Linked DNA regions of Gossypium hirsutum: all the other regions are linked to region 2. A link is a contact called in public Hi-C data. All regions are on one chromosome and are shown on one strand. Each heading gives the region's core, a stretch centred on a gene start, on an enhancer-like site or on the middle of the called end of the contact. The rest is flanking DNA. Distances are from core to core; before and after follow the strand shown.

Region 1 (4,784 bases), core at 1,920-4,419, 280 kb after region 2:
AATAAAAAATAAAATAAAAAGAAAAAAAGGTACAAGAGGACACTACGTGGTAACGTGCGATTGGCCAGCGTTGTCACGTCAGCAAAAAATTAACGGCGTTAGACTTGGGTATCAATTTAGTTGACAGAAAAAAGTTCGGGTACCAATCTGGGAAAAAAAACCATAAAATACCAATTTGGGAGAAGTTGATAAGTTCGAATACTAATTTTATATTTAACCCTTTTTTGAAGTGCTTTTTCACATTAACTTTCCGACCTCAATAGTTAAGGTACCCTAAATCCAAAATCATTAAAAACTTAAAAAAACTTCGGAAAAATAATAGTGAAAATTAGGCATATATGCCATATTTAAAACGAATTTAGCAAATTAGGTTGATTTTTTTCAAATTTAAGAAAATAGGTCAATTTTGAAGAGAGAAACTGATGCGTTGTTGAGAGCACCAAAAATATCCTATTCCCTGTAAAATAATGAAAAAGAACAGTAAAGGGGAAGTAGGGTCGAATCCTCAGGGATCGGATTATACGAATGCTTGTTTCTCGAAATTCTGGGCAGAATCGTGCCCAAAAAAACCTGCGTGGCAGAAAAAAATAAAAATAACAGAATTAAAGATTTGATTTGGAAAAGAATGAAAAACAGAATCTAAAGTTGACTGAAATTATGATTACGAAAATAATAAAAATAATAAAGAGAGTTAAAGGAAAAGAAATTCTTATTGATAAATTCCAGCCTCCAATTGTCTCATTCCGCCTTGGGTTCGATCCTTGGCTTTTAAATGACCCTTCTCAACTCAAGTAAGCCAGTTATAGTGGAAGAGGACGCCTACGACCACCAGCTCCAAAGATTAGACTTACGATTTTTAGGGAACCTGACTCTAGCCAGTAATCTATGCTAGATCAACGCTTCTCAATGGCGAATCCCATGCCATTTTGTCTCTTTGGCTCGCCAACCTCTGACGCAGTAAGTTAACGAACCGACTATCCAATCCTTCCAAAACATACAAAGCGGCCGCCTTTGCATATGCTAAAAAGCTTACTTCTTAAGGGCCATGGACGGAAGCGTCAGCCCGTAGTGCGGAGAAACGATGAATACTTGACTAGAAGGCTAAGTACGGATTCTAGGCCTCAAGAACCCTTTTTGGAGAATATTGACAACTTTCGGCTAGATAGATTTTAGTGGCTCATAATAATGGTGGAAAAAAAATAAATATAAAAATAGAAAAAGGAATTTTATTGAAAGAAAATATGAAGAAACAAAAGCCTAGACTTTCAGGGGGAGAGAAAGATGAATACAAATAGAGTCACTTCACCCCTTATTTATAGTGCTAGGAAGATAGTCTAATTGAACTTAAATTCTAAAAAGATAAATACATTTAATTAAAGATAAATAAAGATAATTGAAATAAAATCCTAAATTTGAATAATCATAATAATTATCTTAATATTTAATTATCCTAATATAAATAAAATGGAGTCTTATAAAATAAAATCTCGTCTTTTTGCGTTTTTAGTCCTTGTGTCGCATATCAGCCCAATGTGTCTCCAAATTCGCACTTTTGTCCCTTAATTTTGCTTTTGCCTCCAAATCAGTTCCTAAAAGATAAAAAGACATAAATAGCTTAAATTAGTAGGATCAAGCTCAGAATAAACACATGATTAATACATAAAAATACGTTATTCTAGAGCATTATCAGAAACTTAACCTCTTACAAGAGGCGTTTTCATCCCATGTTAGTTCAAGATTTTCAACTTCTCCCCCGTGCCACATCAATATAACCGTTTTTGACCTTTTTTTTTTAATTTAAAATTTTTAACCTTTGGATTCCAACTAAAGCATCATATTTAATATTTAAAAATTTGTTGAAAAAAATATATTTACTTGCTTATATGATCTTAATTCAATCATTTGTTTTTATTTTTTGTTTTATAAATTATTTTTAGTGAAAATAATGAAAATAAATTTTTTATTTTCTCAATTTTACATATTTTATTTTTCAAAAATCATTTTTAAAATTTTCAATCGAACATGTTGTCTTTTATATTTTTCATTTTTGAATATTGTAAATAATTGAATTAATTTGAATTAAAATTTATAAGCTTAATCGTTTTTTCCGAAATCAACTTAAATATGTTGGATTTATTTTAGTTTAAGAAAAAAAGAATGTCTCCTTTTCTTATAATAATAAAAAATAATATATATTATATCATAAAAGTTAATAATTAAAAAATAACATCTAATTTAGAATTCAAATCCTAATAACTTTAGTAAATTTTTATGCTAGAAGTTTGCAGTTTAAATTTTCTAAATAAAAATTATATCAACCTTGAATTTGATATATTCAAATGATTTGTTGGGATAAATATTCATCAACTTCGTATCAATGTGTAATTTGATCATAAATTTTAATTTGGTACAATTATATCTATTAAACTTAAATTAGAGTTTGTATGTATATATAAAATTTTAATTTTGATTCAATTGTACACATTTAAAAAAATAAATAGGTACATTTATTTTCATACTAGATTCATTTATTATTTGTATGTACAATATATCAACGTAAAATGATGCTAATTCAATAACGGTGTTAGTGATTTGTGAAAACTGAATCAAATCAAAATTTCATGTAAATAATAGTACAAAATCAAAGTTCATGTATGATATTATACATTGAATTAAAGTTCATTTATAATTTTAATATTTATCCCTTTAAAAATTAATAAAAAAATTAAATTAAAAAAATAAAAATAATTATGCTAATGTGGCAAGAAAGAGAAACTGAAAACGCCAATATTTCCAACAATAGGCATTTTCAGCTATTTTCTTCAAAATCAATCTATTTCCCTAAATTAGAAAAAAATCAGCCTAATTTGCTAGCTTCGTTTTAAAAGTGGTACATATGGCTAATTTTCCCAAAATTCTACAGGTAACAGGAGCTGCAATTAAGACAAAAACCAAAGCCAATAGGGTCCCACTGATTTGTGGGCTTGTCATCTTTTAAGTACAAACAAGCGCACCTCAAATAGCCAGAAAAACCAAAAACCCAGCCCAGCGGAGCCCATAAAACGGCGCCGCTTTCTCAGAGATATCGTCAAAACACGCGCTACCTTTCACGCGCGTAAGTGAGCATCGTAAAAGATATAAAAACGCTGCGTTGAATCCTCGGTTCTCTCATCTTCTTTGTTTTCTCTTCCTCCTTTTATCTCGAGAAATCCCTTCGTTTATTTTTTCTCTCTCTTAAACCCCCAAACAGAAAAACACAAACACACAGAAGCTACCTTCCTAGAATTTTCAAAATAAATATTCGTCATTTCGCGCGTGTCCCTCACTCGCTATCTTCCTTTCGAAATTTTCTCCATTGTTATTGAAATTAAAATTTTAGCTATTATTTTTTCTTCACTCGATCCCCATTCCCACTTTAAATCCTTCCTTTTAAGTTGAAGAAGATAACACTGAAACCTCCAAAACGCGTCGTTTTGCTCCTGAAAAGAATCTTATGCATTGAAGGTAATCTTTCTTATATACCACTTCTTGTTTTTCTATATTTTTTCCTTGTTATTTTTTTTCAAAATTCAATTTATTTTAGTTATTTTGGCTGCAAGTTCTTTGTGCGTGCATCGCACTGAATGTCGAATTTGGTAGTTTTTTTTGGTTTTCTTTTTTAGTTAAGAATTTATTGTTATTGATTGTTAGCAGTGGAAATCTTTTGAATTTAGGGTTTTTGATCTGTTCTTGTTGTTGCGGGCCTTTGCATTGTGGATTTCCAAATGCGCGGTAGAGATTTTCGTGTTTCCGGTGACTGCCCATCCGGTTAATCCACCTGGTACGCTCTGAAGGTATTTTTGCGAATTTTAAATGTTTATGCTTTGATATTGAACGAATTTGAAGTGAATTCCTAAATTGAGGTATCTATTGAGAGAAGCTGAAAGTCACTTTGCTGTTATATTTTGTATATGTTCAACTTGGGGTTTGGAGGGTTTTCGTGTTTGTGCTGAGATCTTAGGTTTTCCCTCTTCTAGATTTTTTACAGTAGTTTTGCGTTGGACTGAAAGGATGGTTTGGTTATAAATGTCATTGCAGTTTTGTTTTTGATGTATTGTTTCCATGTGTGAATAAGATCGAACTTATCGCATGTTATTCTGTTGATTTTATTATTCTAATGTGCAGGTTATATGGCTCTCCAGAAATATGTTCCCTCCAGTGATTCTCCTTCTGTTAGGATGAAGCCATTGAGTTTTTCCACTAAGGTGCGAGCTCAACTTGCAGATGGAGAGACAGATGATTCTAAGAAGCATAACGTAGATGTTGATCTCAGGGAAGTTTACTTTTTGATTATGCATTTCCTTTCAACTGGTCCTTGTAAAAGAACATGTGGACAGTTTTGGAATGAATTGCTTGAAAATCAACTTCTACCTAGAAGGTATCATGCTTGGTATTCAAGGAAAGGGGAAGATAGTGGTCATGAAAATGATGATGGCTTGTCATTCCCTTTAAGTTATGCTCAGTTGGTGGAGAGGTATGATATTAGCTTTTAGTTTTGTTTAACGTGATCATAAGATGTCTATTGAATAGCACATAAGATGTCTATTGAATAGCAGGCTATGTGTATGGTGTTTCAAATGACAAAGGCAACTTATTTTATAACTAAGTAGCAACAGACACTTTATGAGTTTCATGCAGCATTTTATGAAAAAGTTTGACTTGTTTCTTGTGCCATTTATGCTTTTGTAGGAATCCTCACATTGAAAAAGATCACTTGATAAAGCTTTTGAAGCAGTTGTTATTAA
Region 2 (4,831 bases), core at 1,682-4,181:
GAGCAAAAGATATGCAATGTGAAAGCCGAAAAATGAGTGCCAGCATAAAAGGAATTTCAAAAATAAAGTTGAGATCATGCCGTGGAAGGAACTCTGTGACAATGCAGAGACGTTGAGGTGAAGTCACAGCTCCCATGAACAGCAGAACATTTGGATGCCGAAGTCTTTTCATCAGAGATACCTTCAAAGAGAAGTCAAAATAGTGAGAGCAGCATTTGAAAGAGGAAGAAAGAAACTCAGAACAATAAAAAATGCAGCAACTTCGGTCTGTTGGCCGGGGCATGTACTACATGACTCCAAAATTACCAAAAAAGCAAAAGAAATCATTTAATGAAGTATGAAAATACAGTGAAAATGAATGTAACAATTAAGCGCACCTCCTGTCTAAAGGCATGTATAATATCATCCGAATATTCCTGCTTTGAAAATACCTTGACAGCAACATCCTGCAATAAAATGAATATGGTTCGTTTATGCAAATAATAAGATGATTACAGTTTTTTTTCCTAGAGCTCCCTACCATTTTCCATTAATCCATGCCACCATCTTTCCATTTTAGGCAAAACTTTACATGAGCATATAGATATGTTAGACAGAAAAAAAAAGAAAAAGGCAAAGTAACAGAAAGGAAACAAAGGAGAAGGAGAACAAGAACGTACTGATCCATACCACAGAGCATGATACACAGTTCCACAAGAACCTGAGAGAAAAAGCAAAGTAACATTAAGTAAATACTAGAAAAATATATATCCATGAAAAACATCATTGAGTAACAGAAACAATCAATAGAGTAAAAACAAAGTAAAACATGGACTGCAAGCTTTGAGTCAATTATCAATTTCTCAGCCACTCGCATAATTGTCTAATGGACATTTGGGTTTCGGTTCATGTGCTTTGATATTAGCCATATCAACAATGAAGATGATAGGATCGGTGTAAAGTTCAATGCATAAAGTAGAGGATCTAGTTATTAACAAGTTCATAATTCCATCACATCTCCCAGTTGCAGTTCAGCAAAAGAATTTACCTTGCCCTATTTGCTCTCCAATCGTCAAGTCTTCCCACAAGATCTCGTAATCTAAACAATCAGAATCCATGTCAACTTTATTAACAGCACTACTGCTGGTGCTTCCACAGCTGCTGGCACTGCTTGTGCTGTTAACATTAATAGATGATGACCAGGAACCCGATGCCTCGTTATTAACAGGTCTATTACCTTCATTAACATGGCCTTCAGTTTTTGCACTAGAATATGAGCACTTGGGTTCAAACGTTTCATTCTCTTGATCATTGCCCAACCAAGGCCAAACAAAACGTGCAGTCCTTGCCTCCAATCCTTCTTGATCATTCCTTTTCCAAGGCCATGATAACCCTTTCCTATTCATTAATGTCATAATCTTTTGGATTGCAGGCTTTCCTTCACTCTCATCACCAGAATCTCTCGAGGTTTTAACTGCAGGCTTCTCCTCAAAAGGAGAAAATACACCAAAGGCAGATGGGTGTACATCTCCCCTCGGTGTACTGGCTGCACTCGAAGTTGCATCTTCTTTATGATCGAAATGTACAGCATCGGACAAAACATGATCAGAATGATGACTATCTCCACTTCCCCCTTCCGGATCAATGCAATTCTCTCCGGTCCTAATTCTGGACTTCACTTTGTTGCTCACCTTGGACGCCTGCATTAGTAACTCTTTCACAATCAACCCAAGACAAACTACAATAACAATAAAAAACCAACCAGAAACTACATGAAAATTAAGGAACCAATACCAAATTCGTTATCTTCAACGCAATTGCAGCTTGCAAAGGTTGCTGAGGATCAAGACCGAGTTTAGCTGAAACAGCATTTTTGGACCGGCTGAAGGTCGAATTTCCTTCAGGTTGCTTTTCAGCCGAAAATGCAACTTGAAAAGGCCGAGAATCACTGGATACACAAATAATTCCAACCAAAGAACCATCATCATCATAAAAAGGAGTATCAGTTACAAGAGCTGAGAACCTCTCCCCCATTTTATTCTTAACAGGAAATTGCCCAGTCCAACTCTCACCCATCATAACACGATGAACTATATTATTCGCCACCGCAAAGTCCCTGGGATCGACAAGAAGTTCAACGGCATCTTGCCCTAAAGCCTCCGCCGCTGAATAACCATAAAGGTTTTCCGCAGTTCGGTTCCTGCAAAAAATGCCCAATTCAATAAGAATGCTACTTACATTTACTAATAACAAAGGTTAATCACTGACTAGAACATTAAAGGCATGAAAGTAACCCTCTTACCAATAAATTATACGGCCATTAAGGTCAAATATATGAACAGATTGTCCCATAGACTGCAAAATATTTAAATACTGACTGTTGGTGAAATTAACGGCAGCCGGACCAGTATTCCGGCCTTCTCCATCACCTCCGCCGCCGCCATTTCCGGTATCACACCTTCTGCTCTCTCTTTGCAACGGCGACGAATGCCGAAACGAGCAAGAACTTTTCTTCAAAGCAGCAGCCGACGTAGCCGCCGCCGCAGCCGAATTCCCCGGGCAGCGGCGGCGTTGAGGGGAAGTAGAGTGGGATCTTTGACGAATGTGGTCGGGCTTTGACTGACCGGCGCCGGATTGTTTTAATCTAGACATTTCTTGCTGGAGATGCTCATGTCCTGCCTCCAGTTCTTGGATCTTCCTCAAAAGCTCATCCGCTGTAGGTGTTTCCATTTTTGCTACTTTTTTCTTTCTTTTTTTTTTTTTTTTTGGTACACTTCACCAAATCAAAAAGTCAAACCATAGGAAGGGGCTTCAAAGTTCAAAGCTTTGATAAGATACAAAAATCTCACTTTCTGTAGAAATAAACAGTCCTCTTTCTCTTTTAAGAGAGGTCTAAGACTCAAAGACTTCAACTATTTCTCTTTTCCTTTTTTCTATTTATCTTTTCTTTTTTTCTTGCCTTTTTCTTTGTTTTGGGACAGTTTCTTTCTGGTTTTTTGTTTTTTTTTTCCTTTTTCGGGTTAATTCCTTATGGTGTTCTCGCATTATATTCTAAATTTTAAATAGGTTTCTAAATTTTAAAATACTTCAATTGGATCCAATTATTAATATTGTATCAATTAGGTGTTTCATCAATTAGGTTTTTAATCATAAAATGTAAAGTTCTAATCTAACATGAAAGTCAATTTAAATATGTATAGTATATTTTAAAAATACATATATACTTTTTTTATGTTGAGCTTTGAGACGATATTGTTAAAAATGATAGCTTTGAATCCCGAACTTAAATTGTAAAATAAACATGAACAACACTAAAAGATAAAAAAATATGAAAACAAAAGCGAAAAAAATATTTACATGTATAAATGATCTTCATGTTAGATACAAGTTGATATTTAACATTCAATTTAATGGTTAGACTAGTGATCTGACTTAATCGATATGATACATTTAGTTTTTGGATTTTTAGCTGATTAGGTTGATTTTTCAAACTTATCCAACAACATTCGATTTTAATCGAATTGACTAACCAAGTTAAGCTTAAACCAAGATTATAAACGATTTAATCAGTAAAACCTTAATAGACACCAACTTAACCGAATGATTGATTAAACCGATTTCAACTCGCCCTCAGATGATACTTCAAAAATCAGGACCAAATTAAAATCAGGTCTATAATACCCGGAGGTGTCTTGAAATTAGACCCTTTATCTCATCGTGAATACCAGATGCTTTAAATACACTAAGGAGTGTCTTATCAGAGAAAAAAAAATAGACTAAGGAGTAGGGTAGCATCCCCACGAGCTAAAATTCACGTGATTGAAATCATCCAATTAAGTGATAGAATTTCAGGTGAATGTCCAATGAATGTAGCGCGTCATCACAAACGCTAACTTCAAGGTTCCTCCTTCGATATGATGTTCCGGGTTTCACTTTTTCGCTAAGGGTAGGGTTTGAGAGGTATTAATTGGACCGACTTTATTTATTACTTAAAAAAAATTAAAACCATCTTCTTCTTCTTTTTTTCCGTTTAACCAACAATCAAATGTTCTAGTTTTGTGGCTTTTTATGGCAAGTAATTTTCTTTCATTATTTGGTCCAAGCTACAAGTTTCCCTTTCAAAGTATAATAAAAGGGATAAAAAAAATATTTAATTTTCAATTCAATAATTTCTCCTAATTTGGTTTTTGCTTCACATTAGTTTTTGAAGTCTCCGTATTCTCTTAAAAGCGTTAAGTCATCATTTACATTTTATAAACAATTCAATTATATATAATAAAAATATTAAAATTTATTTAAAAAGCTATAATAATTCTTAAAAACTATCTTTTTTAAATAAATAAATAAATAACCTTAAAAGTAGATGTCTAGAATAATCTGAATAAATGGAGGTTTGAGTTTTTTTATGGAAGTTCATTCTACATGTATTTTTTAAATAATTTTATATTTTTTTTATAATTTCAAAAATAATAATTTTAAATGAATTCTCAATTTATATAATTTTTTAAATTGAACTATATTTCAACCACATGTCCGTTGAACAACTTTAGTGGTATTCCTTTTGTCAAGCGATCAACTATATTTAACTTTGTACTTATGTGTTTTATGAGCAATTTCATGATTTAATGTGTTCCCTAATTACTAAGTATTTAACGTTAATGTGTTTACTTTAACACATCCCTGCCATATTGTCCTAATATATCCATATGGGTCTAGAGATATGTTGAACACTCCAAAACTCGCAATAAAACTTCCTAACCAAATATCCTGCAAGGTAGCTTCAAAACATGAAACAAGCTTAGCCTCTATAGTAGAGGTTACTGCTAGTGTCTATTCAACAATTCTCCAAGAT
Region 3 (4,454 bases), core at 87-2,586, 370 kb after region 2:
ATATTCAACCTACAAGCTTTGCACTATGTGCATCTAGCGTGTTATTGGTTGGAAAGCTCTTATGAGCAATCTGAAGTGTTATTGGGGGAGAATATTCAACCTATGGGCTTTGCACTATGTGCGTATGGCATGCTATCAGTTGGAAAGCTCTTATAAGCAATTCGGCGTGTTATTGAGAGAGATTATTTAGTCTATGGGCTTTGCACTATGTGCATCTGACATGTTATCGGTTGGAAAGCTCTTATGAGCAAATTGACGTATTATTGAATAGTTACTCGCATATTCCTTTCTGTTTATATTGATTCATCAAGCTGAATGTTTCTAGAATAGAAATTTTGATGGTATGATTTATATGAATTGAAATAAGGTATAAATGAGTAATGAAATGGTTGGGATACATTATATATTGGAATACGATATTTTCACCTTGTATATGTGGAATGTGTTGGCAAGATAGAGAATGTAGTCAGGTTATACATATATGGACAAATGTTTTGCAAGGTGAGTTTAATGTTTTAAACTTACGAACTTACTAAGCATATTTAGTGCTTAGCCCTTTTAATTTTTCTCTTCTTGTAGAGATTTTGGCAGAACTTGACAGGTGGATTGATCCACAACTCACACTATCCAGCTCTGTTTTGATAGAATTATTTTAACTCTACGCTGGGTCTAGTGACATGTATATACGGTCTACTCAGTAAAATTGAAAATGAACTGAATGATGATGTATTAAATGTTTTGTGTATACATATGTACTCTTTCGTGATGCTTGTTCAATGTTGGCGTAGACAATTAGTACGCTTGAAATGGAAATACCTGCATATGTTAAATAGGTTAACTCATTTTGGGCAATTGGCGGACTTATAAATGTAGATTGTTTGGGTGAATAATAATAATGTAATAAGAACGTGCAGCGAATAATCATTTGGTGGATAAACTTTGGGCAGACATCTTCTAACGGACCACCTTGACGCGTTTCACTTAAAAAATTATTTTTTGAGTAGAATTATAAAATAGAACATTTGTTTAAAACTTGAAGGAGCGTAATAGTACATGAATTAGTAAAAAAAATTTAAATTTTGAAAATTCTTTTGTTAGGATATTTTGTGATTTGATTATTATAAGCTAAGTTATGCTATGAAAAACATGTTTCATATTGTCTTATTTATAATATCTTTATTCATTTTCATCCCTTAACTAAATTTTTTTTATAATTTAATCATTAAACTCAACTATTAAAAAATTCCTTCAAGTCTCAAAGCTAAGAAAAAAAACTTCCACAACATCGTTTACCCAAAACTTTATCAGCATAAGTTATAAATCATTTTTTGTAGTTAAATTGGAGTAATGTAGGATCAATAAACAATAGGCTTGGGTAACTATGCTATCCCTATCCCTCTCACTCCAACAGACGTACTTGTCAAAGCAAAACCACGCCCTTTCCCTTTCCCTTTCCCTCTCTTCCTATATCTCTCATTCACACTGTCTCTCCCATTTTCTTGCTTGCCAAACAGAAGACAAGAAAAAAGCAATAAAGCATGCATTCCACTTTATCTTTCTCTCGAGCTACCACTGTTCCTACAACTAATTACGCCTTCCATTCTCAATCTCCCATCAATCTCCGCTTCTGTGGGCTCAGAAGGGAAGCTTTCGGGATTTCTATTTTGACTCGGTCGAGTTCTGGTCGAGTTCGACTCTCGACTCGTGGACGTTCCAAGAGAATCTCTGCTTCAACTGGAAACAATGGAACTCCTCCAAAATCGTTTGATTATGATTTGATTATCATCGGCGCCGGCGTCGGTGGCCATGGAGCTGCATTGCATGCTGTCGAGAAGGTCATTTTTATTTTATTATTTTTTTCCACTCAATTTTGACGTTATTTATCTTTATCTTTTAACTGAAACTGAAAATCTTTACGTCTTTTTCACTCAATTTTGATGCTATTTTCTTTATCTTTTATCTGTACTGAAAATCTTTATTTTTTTCCACAAAATTTTGACGCTATTTAGCTTTATCTTTGAGCTGAAAATCTGAAACTGTAAATCTTAATGTACTTTTAACTAAAATTTGACTCTATTTAGCTTTATCTTTTTAGCTGAAACTGAAAACCGTTTTGTTTTTTCACTCAATTTTGACGCTATTAAGCTTTACCTTTTAGCTGAAACTGAAAATCATTATGTTTTTTTTCACTCATTTTTTACGCTATTTAGTTTATGTTTTATCTGAAACTGAAAATTTTTATGTTTTTCACTTGGTTTTGATGCTATTCAGCTCTATCTTCTAGCTGAAACTTAATTTCATTATGTTTTTTTCACTCAGTTTGACGCTATATCGCTTTATCTTTTAGCTGAAAGCCTGAAACTTACTTCCTTTCTCTCAGTGGCCTTTTACCTGGTTGTTTAGCAGAACTTCTTTGGAAATGTAATTATTTATAGACAAACCTCTGTAATTTTTCAGTTGTTTATATTTGTTTTTCCTGCTATAAGTGAAGATCAATGGTGCATTGATAGTTGATTGCTGTTTTTCCTATTTTTCATGCAATTAATACTTATAATTTGATTCCTGCTTTAATTTTTCTTGTCATGCTCTGGTAATTGCAGGGTTTGAAAACTGCTATTATTGAAGGCGATGTAGTGGGAGGAACGTGTGTTAACCGAGGTTGTGTTCCTTCGAAAGCTCTCTTGGCTGTTAGTGGTAGGATGCGTGAACTTCAAAGTGAGCATCACATGAAAGCTTTGGGCTTACAGGTAATAATAAGATTGAATTGTTATGATTGCTTGTTTGAGACTTAAGCTGAGGCACACGACTTCTATGTTAGTGAGTATTGGACAACGGTATGTGCCCAACAAGGATATGGTCAGATTTTTTCTAAATTTTTTCATGTATTTGGAGGATCATTGGAGGTGATTTCCCCATATTGTTGTGTTGAGCTCGTGTCAGAAATGAGTGCTTCAAGAAAATTGAAGGGTTGGAGCAAGATAGCATGTCATTGTTTCAAAATATATCAGTATTTGCATTTAAACTGACATGCATTTATGCTCCTAACTGAAAAAAAATGTTGATACTCTCCTAATTTTAATTTGAGCTTCAGTTTATGAGCTGAGTTCAGCATCTGTCATCCTCTGATTATTTCCTTCTGTGCTGTTCTTCATGTTACATATGGTAGGTTTCTGCTGCTGGATACGACAGACAGGGAGTTGCTGGCCATGCAAATAATCTTGCTTCAGAAATTCGAAGCAATTTGACTAACTCAATGAAGGCGCTTGGGGTAGACATTTTAACTGGTTTTGGTACTATTGTGGTAAGCCTAACATACTTTATGTAATAAAATCCATATTCTATAGGTTTTATCATCTCAAGTATCCTTAATTTTCTGTATGTGTATTTAGGGTCCCCAAAAAGTGAAATATGGGAAGGTTGGTTTCACTGACAACGTAGTAACTGCGAAAGATATCATCATTGCTACTGGTTCCGTCCCTTTTGTTCCCAAGGGCATTGAAGTTGATGGTATAGTTTTTGTCTTTGAGATCTTGGTTTTCCATTAAAATTCTAAGGCAGCATAGGCATTTAATGCCATTACTACACTACCCATGATACATCAGATATTGTCTATCTTCGTCCTCTTTTACGTTTTAATCACTATCTGGGACAACATGCATGAGATTTTTGAGTGGTCATATGTTATGTAACAAGAACACATGCATCAGTTCAACCGAGTGAAATGTGGGAACAAAAGTTTGGATAACAATTTCCTAGTTATTCAAGTGCTGCCGAATCAATGGGAATTCTGCATCTGCTACATATAGACGATATGGCCTGAAAACTGGAACTCTAATCCTAGTCTTCCGTAGATTTTATGGGAACTGATCACAGGGTTAAATTTTATTAACAAATAATTTATATCTGTCAACTAGCAACCTGACAGAAATTTGCTTCAGGAGAAACTTGTGGACTTTAACTTTTAGAGAAGGATGCATGAGTTGCATGGATGTAATATTCTGTGTTGTTATTGTTATAGTGTTCTTTCCTCTTCTTTTTTTTTTTTTTTCCTGTCTCTCTCTCTCATTCTCTAATTATTAATCATAACCTGCAGGGAAGACTGTTATTACTAGTGACCATGCCTTGAAATTGGAGTTTGTTCCTGATTGGATTGCGATCGTAGGAAGTGGTTATATTGGTCTTGAATTTAGTGATGTATACACTGCACTTGGCAGTGAGGTGACACCTCATTCTTTTCTTTTTTTACCTTTGTACATTTTTTATGAAATGAATACAGGAATCTCTTTGAGGATTAAAGGACTGTACATTTACGATATGCTTTAGATTTTATGTGTCTTTCACCTGAAATCTATAAGTCTTCGAGATGAAGATTGCATTGAAGTTATGCTTCTCTACTCTAGGATTAATCTATGCTGTCATTGAAACTCCAAGCTGGGAGGATCTCTACTCTTTGC

What was found. A called contact is a pair of places that touch in the nucleus more often than the background predicts.
Region 1: a contact with region 2 is called in a Hi-C map of leaf, with 2.2 times the contacts expected there. The contact joins the promoter of LOC107888953 here to the promoter of LOC107888960 in region 2. A contact is called at or near these places in 11 of 34 Hi-C or Micro-C datasets (callus, hypocotyl, leaf and 2 more).
Region 3: a Hi-C map of leaf shows a contact between it and region 2, with 2.0 times the contacts expected there. The contact joins the promoter of LOC107888950 here to the promoter of LOC107888960 in region 2. A contact is called at or near these places in 2 of 34 Hi-C or Micro-C datasets (leaf and seedling).

What each region holds. Positions count from the first base shown.
Region 1 is chrA09:57,117,840-57,122,623 of Gossypium_hirsutum_v2.1, reverse strand. LOC107888953 (bromodomain and WD repeat-containing protein 1) reads left to right here and starts at 3,169. Exons shown (of 25, transcript XM_041077734.1): 1 at 3,169-3,504; 2 at 3,714-3,833; 3 at 4,165-4,513; 4 at 4,729-4,784. The coding sequence starts at 4,170.
Region 2 is chrA09:57,396,266-57,401,096 of Gossypium_hirsutum_v2.1, reverse strand. It overlaps LOC107888960 (serine/threonine-protein kinase EDR1), which reads right to left and starts at 2,931. Exons shown (of 13, transcript XM_016813237.2): 1 at 2,282-2,931; 2 at 1,774-2,179; 3 at 1,028-1,679; 4 at 660-700; 5 at 378-446; 6 at 81-181. The coding sequence starts at 2,709.
Region 3 is chrA09:57,029,736-57,034,189 of Gossypium_hirsutum_v2.1, reverse strand. LOC107888950 (dihydrolipoyl dehydrogenase 2, chloroplastic) reads left to right here and starts at 1,336. Exons shown (of 15, transcript XM_016813224.2): 1 at 1,336-1,835; 2 at 2,601-2,747; 3 at 3,167-3,301; 4 at 3,390-3,507; 5 at 4,094-4,218. The coding sequence starts at 1,539.